Regions from separate parts of the Danio rerio genome. Here region 1 is linked to region 2. The links are chromatin contacts, called in public Micro-C maps. All regions are on one chromosome and are shown on one strand. The core of a region is the stretch at or near the end of the contact, and the rest is flanking DNA. Distances in the headings are between cores, read along the strand shown. Region 1 has its middle 27 kb from the start of micall2b. Region 2 holds the start of uncx4.1 (Unc4.1 homeobox (C. elegans)).

What was found. Hi-C and Micro-C count contacts between places; a contact is called where the count stands out from the background.
Region 1: a Micro-C map of caudal fin shows a contact between it and region 2, with 7 times the contacts expected there. The contact joins the enhancer-like site here to the promoter of uncx4.1 in region 2. A contact is called at or near these places in 11 of 18 Hi-C or Micro-C datasets (caudal fin, embryo, fibroblasts and 3 more) and 3 of 4 datasets of contacts at active chromatin or transcription factors (caudal fin, embryo and gastrula embryo).

What each region holds. Positions count from the first base shown.
Region 1 is chr1:10,873,696-10,877,832 of GRCz12tu, reverse strand. No RefSeq gene overlaps it. Among named protein-coding and RNA genes, the nearest start is that of micall2b, 27 kb to the left of the region's middle. Within about 2 kb of position 1,587, at least 7 of the 62 cell types and tissues checked have an H3K27ac peak or open chromatin away from gene starts, as enhancers often do. A contact at or near this core is called in caudal fin and gastrula embryo, where this site is marked.
Region 2 is chr1:10,707,181-10,711,206 of GRCz12tu, reverse strand. It overlaps uncx4.1 (Unc4.1 homeobox (C. elegans)), which reads right to left and starts at 2,717. Exons shown (of 3, transcript NM_001020780.2): 1 at 2,297-2,717; 2 at 1,440-1,615; 3 at 1-9. The coding sequence starts at 2,558.

The DNA.
Region 1 (4,137 bases), core at 338-2,837, 170 kb before region 2:
AGAGAGAGATTTATTTATATATGTATTTATCTATTTAGAGATTTATTTATTTAGATATTTATGTATTATTTTAGATATTTTTTATTTAATTTGATATTTATTTGCATAGTTAGAGATTTTTAAAATTAGATATTTATTTAGATATTCAGATTTACTTTATTTATTTAGATATTTCTATTAATTTAGATATTTATTTATTTTAGATATTCTTTTAAAGAATTACATAATGCATTATATTTTTATTTTATTTTTTTAATGCATTTTATCCATCCATCCATCCATCCATCCAGTTTCAGTTAAAATGGTTGTATAGGTCAGCGCTAGTGGTGAGTGTGTTGATCCACATGTATTCCGGTGCTCATGGCGACCCGAGTTCGATTCCCACCTCGCGGTCATACGCCGATCCTTCCCCTCACTCTGCTCCCCATACTTTCATGTCAGTACTCTCTACTGTCCTATACAATAAAGGTAAAACCCCCTAAAAAATATTATTACAGAAAATGGTTCTATAGTATAATATCCAAGTTTATATTATATCTAAAATGCAATTCTTTATATAAAAGTATACCAGTAATACAGTAAGAAGTTCAGGATCATAGTTTAAACGACACGTCATTTGAAGTGTTAATATTGAGTTCTATTTCTATTGTGTATATTTAAGGCATCATAACTCCAGCCTTCAGTATCACATGATCTTTCACAAATCATTCTAATATGATTGTTTGCTGCTCAAGAAACATTTAAGTTTTTACTGTCAATTTTGTTTAGTGTAAATTTGTCAATTAAAAAATATAATTATCTATACTTATATTTACTTTAAAAAAAAAGAACTCATACCAAGATCTATGAATATAGCCATTAGAATAACTTTCTATATAATGTTTAAATAATGTGATTCTTGTAACTTATAGTGTAAACTTCTAGAAAAATAATACAGCTGTACTATTGACTCAAAATGCCTTCAAGGCATAGTTCCCCAAAAACTGAAAATTGTCATCATTCACTCACCCTTTACTTGTAGCAAACCTGTTTGACTTCTGTTGAACACAAAAGAAGATACTTTAAAGAAAGCTGAAAACCTGTAACCATGGACTTCCTCAGTATCAGTTTTTCCTACAATGGAAGCCAATGGTTACAGGTTTTCAGCTTTCTTTAAAGTATCTTCTTTAGTGTTTAACCTAATAAAGAAACTCTGAAATCACTTGAGGGTGAGTAAACAATACATTTCAACTTTTGGGTAAACTATCCCTTTAACAACTGAGTCAACACCTTTGAAAAACATCTAGCTGTGCAGAATCCCATAATAACCTTAAGTCCTGGTCTTATTTTGGGGATTCCCTGTGAAAGTCTCTGTACACACTCCTTGTCTGTGTACTCTCTCACCTGGCCGTCTTAATAATGCATGTTAGCATTCGTGCGTCCAGCAGTACGTTGTGGGCTTCTCATGCATACAGATTTATTCCGCTTCTGTCTGTGTTTGGCTTTGTTGCTCGTTGGAGAAATCTGCTACGACACAGATTACAGAGCATGCGAGAGCACAAGAATAGCAATGCTAACATATGCTAATGTATGTGTTGACGCTCTGTCGGCGCTGATACGGCGAGTGGATTACCTGTGTTTCCTTCCATCTGATCCACAAGCGAAGGACGTCCCGCTGGGCTTTACATGCGCCTCTGCTTTTGATATGCATTTATGCTAAGAGTGTTTGTTTGGTGCTGATTCAATTGAGCCATGAATGTCGGTTTGCTCGAGTGATGCTGGATAGTTTGCGCCGATTATTTCGCTTGTAAAAACGAGGATTGTCGTCATTTGCTTACTTTCATTTTGTTCCACGCTTGTTTTTTTCCCTTTGTTGATCAGGGAAAAAAAGATGTTTAGCAGAATGTTAATGCTGCTCTTAAAGTGAACGCATTCTGAAGCTCTACTTTAAAATCTAAGTATTTTTGTAATTATTGAAGAAAGGAATTTTTAATTGATTATACAGTATACACACTTTAAAGTAATACGTAGGCATACTACATATTGGGGAATGTTACTTTTCAAAGTAATGCATTACAATATTAAGTTACTTTCCTAAAAAGTAACTAGTTGCACTACTTGGTTTTTATGGAAAGTAATGCGTTACGTTACTTTTGCGTTACTTTTTCTGACCAGGCTGAAGCTTGATCTTTTTCAGACGTTGCAGGGATTTTTTTAAATAAAGGAGCTCTGCAAATAACAGCACCATATATAACATTTACACCTTTATTTACTTAAAAAAAAAAAACACATTGCAAAATAATAATGTCCATCGCTCTCCACTTTTCGTGCGCGACACCTCTACATCCTCGGGCAAAATGCTGGATCCATTACTCTGATCTGTTCCGGGACCTCGCAATTCACAATTAAGCACTGATTATATTGAACATCATATAGGCTAGAGTAGTTATACTGACACTGTTAAACATTTTTTTGAATGCACAATGTGTTCACTATGAAAGGTAGCCTCACTCTTTTTATTCATCATTTTGCCGCAGCTCCGCTCTTTTTATTTTTTTTTCTTGCAGTCCCGTGAGCAAAATGTAGCCTGCAGGTTAATCATTGTACCCCAAACAGCGGCACCTTTGTGAAAATAAGAGTTAGAATAATTATTATTAATGAATATTACACCTGCTCAATGAAAATCAGATGATTCACTATAATAAATCTGACATAACTTGATCAGAAATTTAAAAAGGGGAGAAAAAGATTGAGCCATCAATAGTAAGTAAAACTGTGGTTATAAGAGTTGCAGATGATAGCGCAGTACTTATTTTTTATTCCAAACACACCAGAAGAACCATTTTGGTCCAGTGGTCAGCACTTTGTGTTATGATGCCACTGACCCAAGTTTAATCCTCATCTGAGTAATTTTTTTTAAGACATATAATACTGTTTGGGTTACTTATATAGGTGTACATTTTTTGTTTGTTTGTTTTTTTTGTATGACCACCGTGGATATCTATAAAGAATTTTGCACAGAATATATATTCAGATATTGCAGGAAAGGACATTGTGACGTTTTAAAGAATACTGTTGGAGATTTAGCTACCCTTTAATGTTCTCATATTTCTGAAAAACATTTGGGCCCAGTTTCACAATCAGGGCTTAGGTTAAGCCAGGACTAGGCCTTAGTTAAATTAGGCTATTTAAGACACATTTATAAAAATGGCCTTAAAAAAACATTACTGGTGTGCACCTGCAGACAAAAAAATGACACTGACTTATTTTAAGACATCTCTCCGCAAGTTTTTTTGAGTTGAGACAGCTCAAACATGCAATTTAATCTTGACTAGCCTTAAACCTTGTTTGTGAAATCGGGGGTTGAAGTTCTAAAGCAGCTGTTTCCTTGAAAAAGACGTGGTAGTGTCATTATAAACTGAATTGGAAATGACTTTATTTTAATGTAGTCAGTCATGAACAGGTGGGCTGGTCTAAGGCTTGAAACTCCAGGGCTGAAAAAGAGTCCCACTCCAGTGTAATCATAACTTTTACAATGTGATATGATCATTTAAATGATGTGCACTGTTTTGGTTTCACTTTCTCTGCCGAGCGCGGCTCATGTCATGGCTGCTGTCACATTGTTCAGTTTGTTCAGTAGTAAACAAACAGTCCGTCAGCTCGTGTGATTTTGCAGCCACGACTGCACTGCATGAAGACAGAAATTAAATTTTGGTAGAATTATACCTTATAAATACAGTTTGTGACACTTAACGCCATTTGGAGGGGTCCTTGTTGCTGAGCAACAAATATAATTCAATGTGAAGACTTGTGGGACTGCCTGTATGCTTCTCTCCTGACTGTGAAAATGTAATTGGCCGAATTGTAGAAAAGCTGAATTAAGATCGTGTTGGGTCGAATCGAGATCACAACATTTTTCCGATTAATCGTGCAGCTCTAGAAGTTTTGCACATTCACAGAAAAAAAGCTTATGTGTCTGCATTGCAAAGGTAGACAAAACCTTCTGAATTAAAGGAAAATGATTTAAGAAAGAACGCTGTGGAAAAAATGCTGGGTTCCACATGATCAATTTGTGTTCGTACAACAGGAAGGAATTAAGTTAGCTTATTCATTTTTACGAATTTAAGTGGATTGAACGTAATTAAGTAATCTCCAAAA
Region 2 (4,026 bases), core at 1,468-3,967:
AAACCAAACCTAGAAATCAAATAGTTTTTTTAGTGAATATAAATGCACGTTAGAAATATGAGTATGAATGCATGTTAAAGAAAATACGTCTAATTAGCTATAACTCTCGACTGGCAAAATTATTATTAATGCAAATGTTTAAATGAATCTGAGAAGCACCTGCTAGGAATATTTAAATAATTTATTTCAGTATTATTAGACATCACATTATTTAATATTAAGCATTTATTCGGTTAAATAAAACAGCAATAGTTCTCAAAATATACAAACAAAATACAAGGGTTAAATGGCACTTATTTTATGAAAATATGTCTTGTTTTACATCCAGGGTTCATTAACAATATGACGAACTTGGACAGAGGGAATGTTTACATCCAAGCATATTTTCTATCATAAAGCTCGCAGCCACAGATGCGCTTGTCTTAATTATCAGTTGATTCAATGTAATGGCTCACTCTCAATCTTTCAATTAAGCCTGGATCTTGCGTGGCTAATTTGGGCCTGTTCCCCTAAAGTTCATTTAGGCGCGTATAAGCGCTAGGACAGATTTGGCCCAGAAGAGGCAGGGAGCAGCAGGCTTGCACCTCACACCCAGGCCCCTCACATGGCGACTGCCGTCTGTTCAGCGCTGATAACACGCGAGTTAGCATCCACCAGCAGGCTAAGACGCATACTAACATAGAGACATCGAGGCTACATGACAATAGCTGTGTATACACATGAAATGTTAATTTTGCTAAAATCTGTGAGCATACAAACCAAACGATAAAGCAGGCTAATCTTCCTTAAGGAATAAGCGTAATACAAAGCTAAGCTTTTAACTCCCCAAACAAAACTGATTCTCACCCAGCGTCGATTTTCAACAAAAAATGATTAAATGCAGACAAAAGCTGCACGTTCAGCGGTTACCGAAGATCATTTACAACCCACTGGCCTGCATTTATTAGTAAAGAATAGGTAAATTGATCACATATATTAGCTATCAACTACAATGCAATATTGTTTCATTATGATAAAAAACAGGGCATTTAAAGATTAGAAACATTGTAACAATAGCATTATTTTGAATATAAATTGTTTATAATAATTCGCTTTAAAAATCGCATTCATACACAACTAAACCAGTAATCAGTTAGCATGAATTAATATCCAAATCAGTTAAATTATCGACCAATGTTTTTAATGATTAAATGACTTTTATATGATTATCATTTACAAAGTAATGTTGTTTTAAATTGTGTATCATGTCATGCACATAGAAAATAATAATTTTGACATTCATCATTTAAAGGCTTTCTATTAAATTCACACTAAACCTATAGGAATCACAAACAGATGAGCATGGCTATTGCTACTCCGTCTAATTAATAATTAGTAGGCCATTATGATAAAGGTCAATGAAAGATTTTGTTGTGACATAAAAACAAACCATCATTTACCTGAACACGTGACTCAACAAGGTCTAGACGTAGCGCGAGCGCCTCGCGCATGAACACGTCCGGATAATGGCTTTCGTTGAAGGCTTTCTCTAGTTCCTCCAGCTGCCAACCCGTAAAATTTGTACGTGTTCGCCTCCTTTTACAACCAGGGCTTTCCTTGTCGGGGTCTCCGCCATCTAGAACCACAAAGTCTTTCAGAACGCGCATGCAAAGATGAACATGCACATAAACATTCTGCTTGAAATTAGCAGAAATTATACATAAGATTTTGTTGGCAAATTATTTAAAGAACGTTAATTTAAAATGAATAACATCCATATGATTATAAAATAAAATGACAATATTTTAAACAAGTGCATTATTTTTCATGTTTAAATTGACCGGTGAAGGGTACTTAAAATATATAGGTCAAATGCAGTATTACTAATGTTAATTTTAAAATACACTCAAATGAAAATGCATTTGATTATTGTTCAAAGTCTTATTTAATTTGACAGGGTTTTAACACGTTTGCATAATGTTTTATGATCTTATTTATGCATTTTAAAATTATAGAACTATAAATATACATAGGGTTGCCCATAACACAAATCAAAGATTTTTAATCCAATGAAAAAAAAATCACCTGTCGTTATCACAGTAACAATAAGACTACAATTTATTTGTCAGTGCATCATTAGACTAAAATCGAGTAAGAGTAAAATCGGCCTACATTCTATTTAACCTGTAAAATCTTCCAATTCAAAAGTGCAAGAACAGAAATATTCCAGATTCTTTTGGCGAGAGGCCTCGCGTAACTATTAAATACTCACAAAAACTGTACACATGCTATACTGAGAAAAAAAGTATTCTCTTACCGCCCAGTTTATATTGACTATCCCCGTTTACACCACAACCAGATCCAAGCAATGGGTTGGAGTTTGCAACAGACCCCGAGCATGATCCGTTAAGTAATCCGTCTATAGAAAAAGGTACAGCGGCCGCCGACTGTAGCTGGTGTCCGGAGATATCGTAAACATGATGATGACCGAGGTGGTAGGGGAAACCCATTCCAACCATGCTTCCCAAAGAGCCTCCAAATTGGGCATGAGGATGCTCGAGGATCCGGCTATCCATCATTGCATCTCGCGTTCGTCTGGCCAAAACAAGCTCCAACTCTTCCCTCAGAACGCATGCAGCAGCCGTGAAGGGACGTGCGGCGTTGACATGCCTTGCGCTCCCGAATTAGGAATAAGGAGACCGAGGCAGGCGTGCGGGCTTATTCGCTCTCTCCTACTTTGTCAACATCAACTCTCCCCTTGTCCAAATAACTAGCTCTCGCGCTAGGGAATTCGCGACCAATAAGAAAGCCTAATCGTCGGTGACGTCAGAGCCACGACACAAACGTTTTCCATATCGATTGCTAATTATACCTGACATCCACCTCAATAAACAATACCAGCGCTGTCACAACACGACATGAGACATCACAACTAGGCGAGGGGGAGGAGAAAGGGGAGGAGGCGAAACCGGCAAATTGATTGATTCCCGACTAAATTCTACATAAACACACAATGGTTCTGTTCCAATTGCTAATTGTTCTGCTCTGACCGCCGCATTTGTTCTGTACAGACACAAAATAACATCCTAACAACCGAAAACGCCAAGTATCCCACATCTGATACTTTTCGAGGAACGTCTGGCTCTCTCTGAATGCGTAAAACGCTGTTCTCCCATTACGCGGAGGCATCGTGCCCTGAATAGAGTGATCCTAGAACGGATGAAGCATCTCCCACCCTGTTGCGAGCTGTCAGGATGAATTTAAAACTACAAGCACCTCAGCCTTTCTAATATCTACACGCGAGCGCGCCTCGAATAGTTTCAACTCATTTCCACAGTTCTGATTACTGTGGCCATGATCTTTGCAGGTGTTATGAAAAAATATATATCTGAAGGTGGAAACAAAAGTGAGCCTGACAGATTATTTGCGAGGGAGGAAAGCTAGATCCGATTGAAATCTTGACATGTCAAGGGTTTTACATTAGTTTTTATGTTTTGTAAAGTTAAAGAACTTACATCTTTGTTATTTCCAGAGAGAGTGTATGGTGTGAGGTCATTTTACAAATAAGTTCAAACCATTTAAAGTGAGATTAGGATTTTTTTAATAGAAAGTTTCTATGTAAATGAGGCATTACATTCGATTAAAATCCACAAATGCACAAGGTTAGATTAGCTCGCACAGGTGCACAGACAAAATATTAAAAGTTTAAACTAAGAGGGACATAATCATTAAATATTTTGTGATTATTTTATAATGGAAGGATTGTAAACTTTTAGGTTTTTTATTTGTAATGTAGTTCATGGCGGTTCACTCCGCTGTGGTGACCCCTGATGAATAAAAGTACAAAGTCAAAGGAAAAAAATGAATAAATGTATTTAGTTCATCTGTAGCATGTCCATTTTTATTTGTTGTTATTTATTTAGCATTGGATTTAGAAAGGAAAGAAGTGAGTGAGCGAGAGAAAGAGAGATGGTTGTGAATACAGGATGGTAATCAATCCCATCCATGTGTAAAGCAAGCACACGGGTCTTTCCCTCTCCCTGCTCT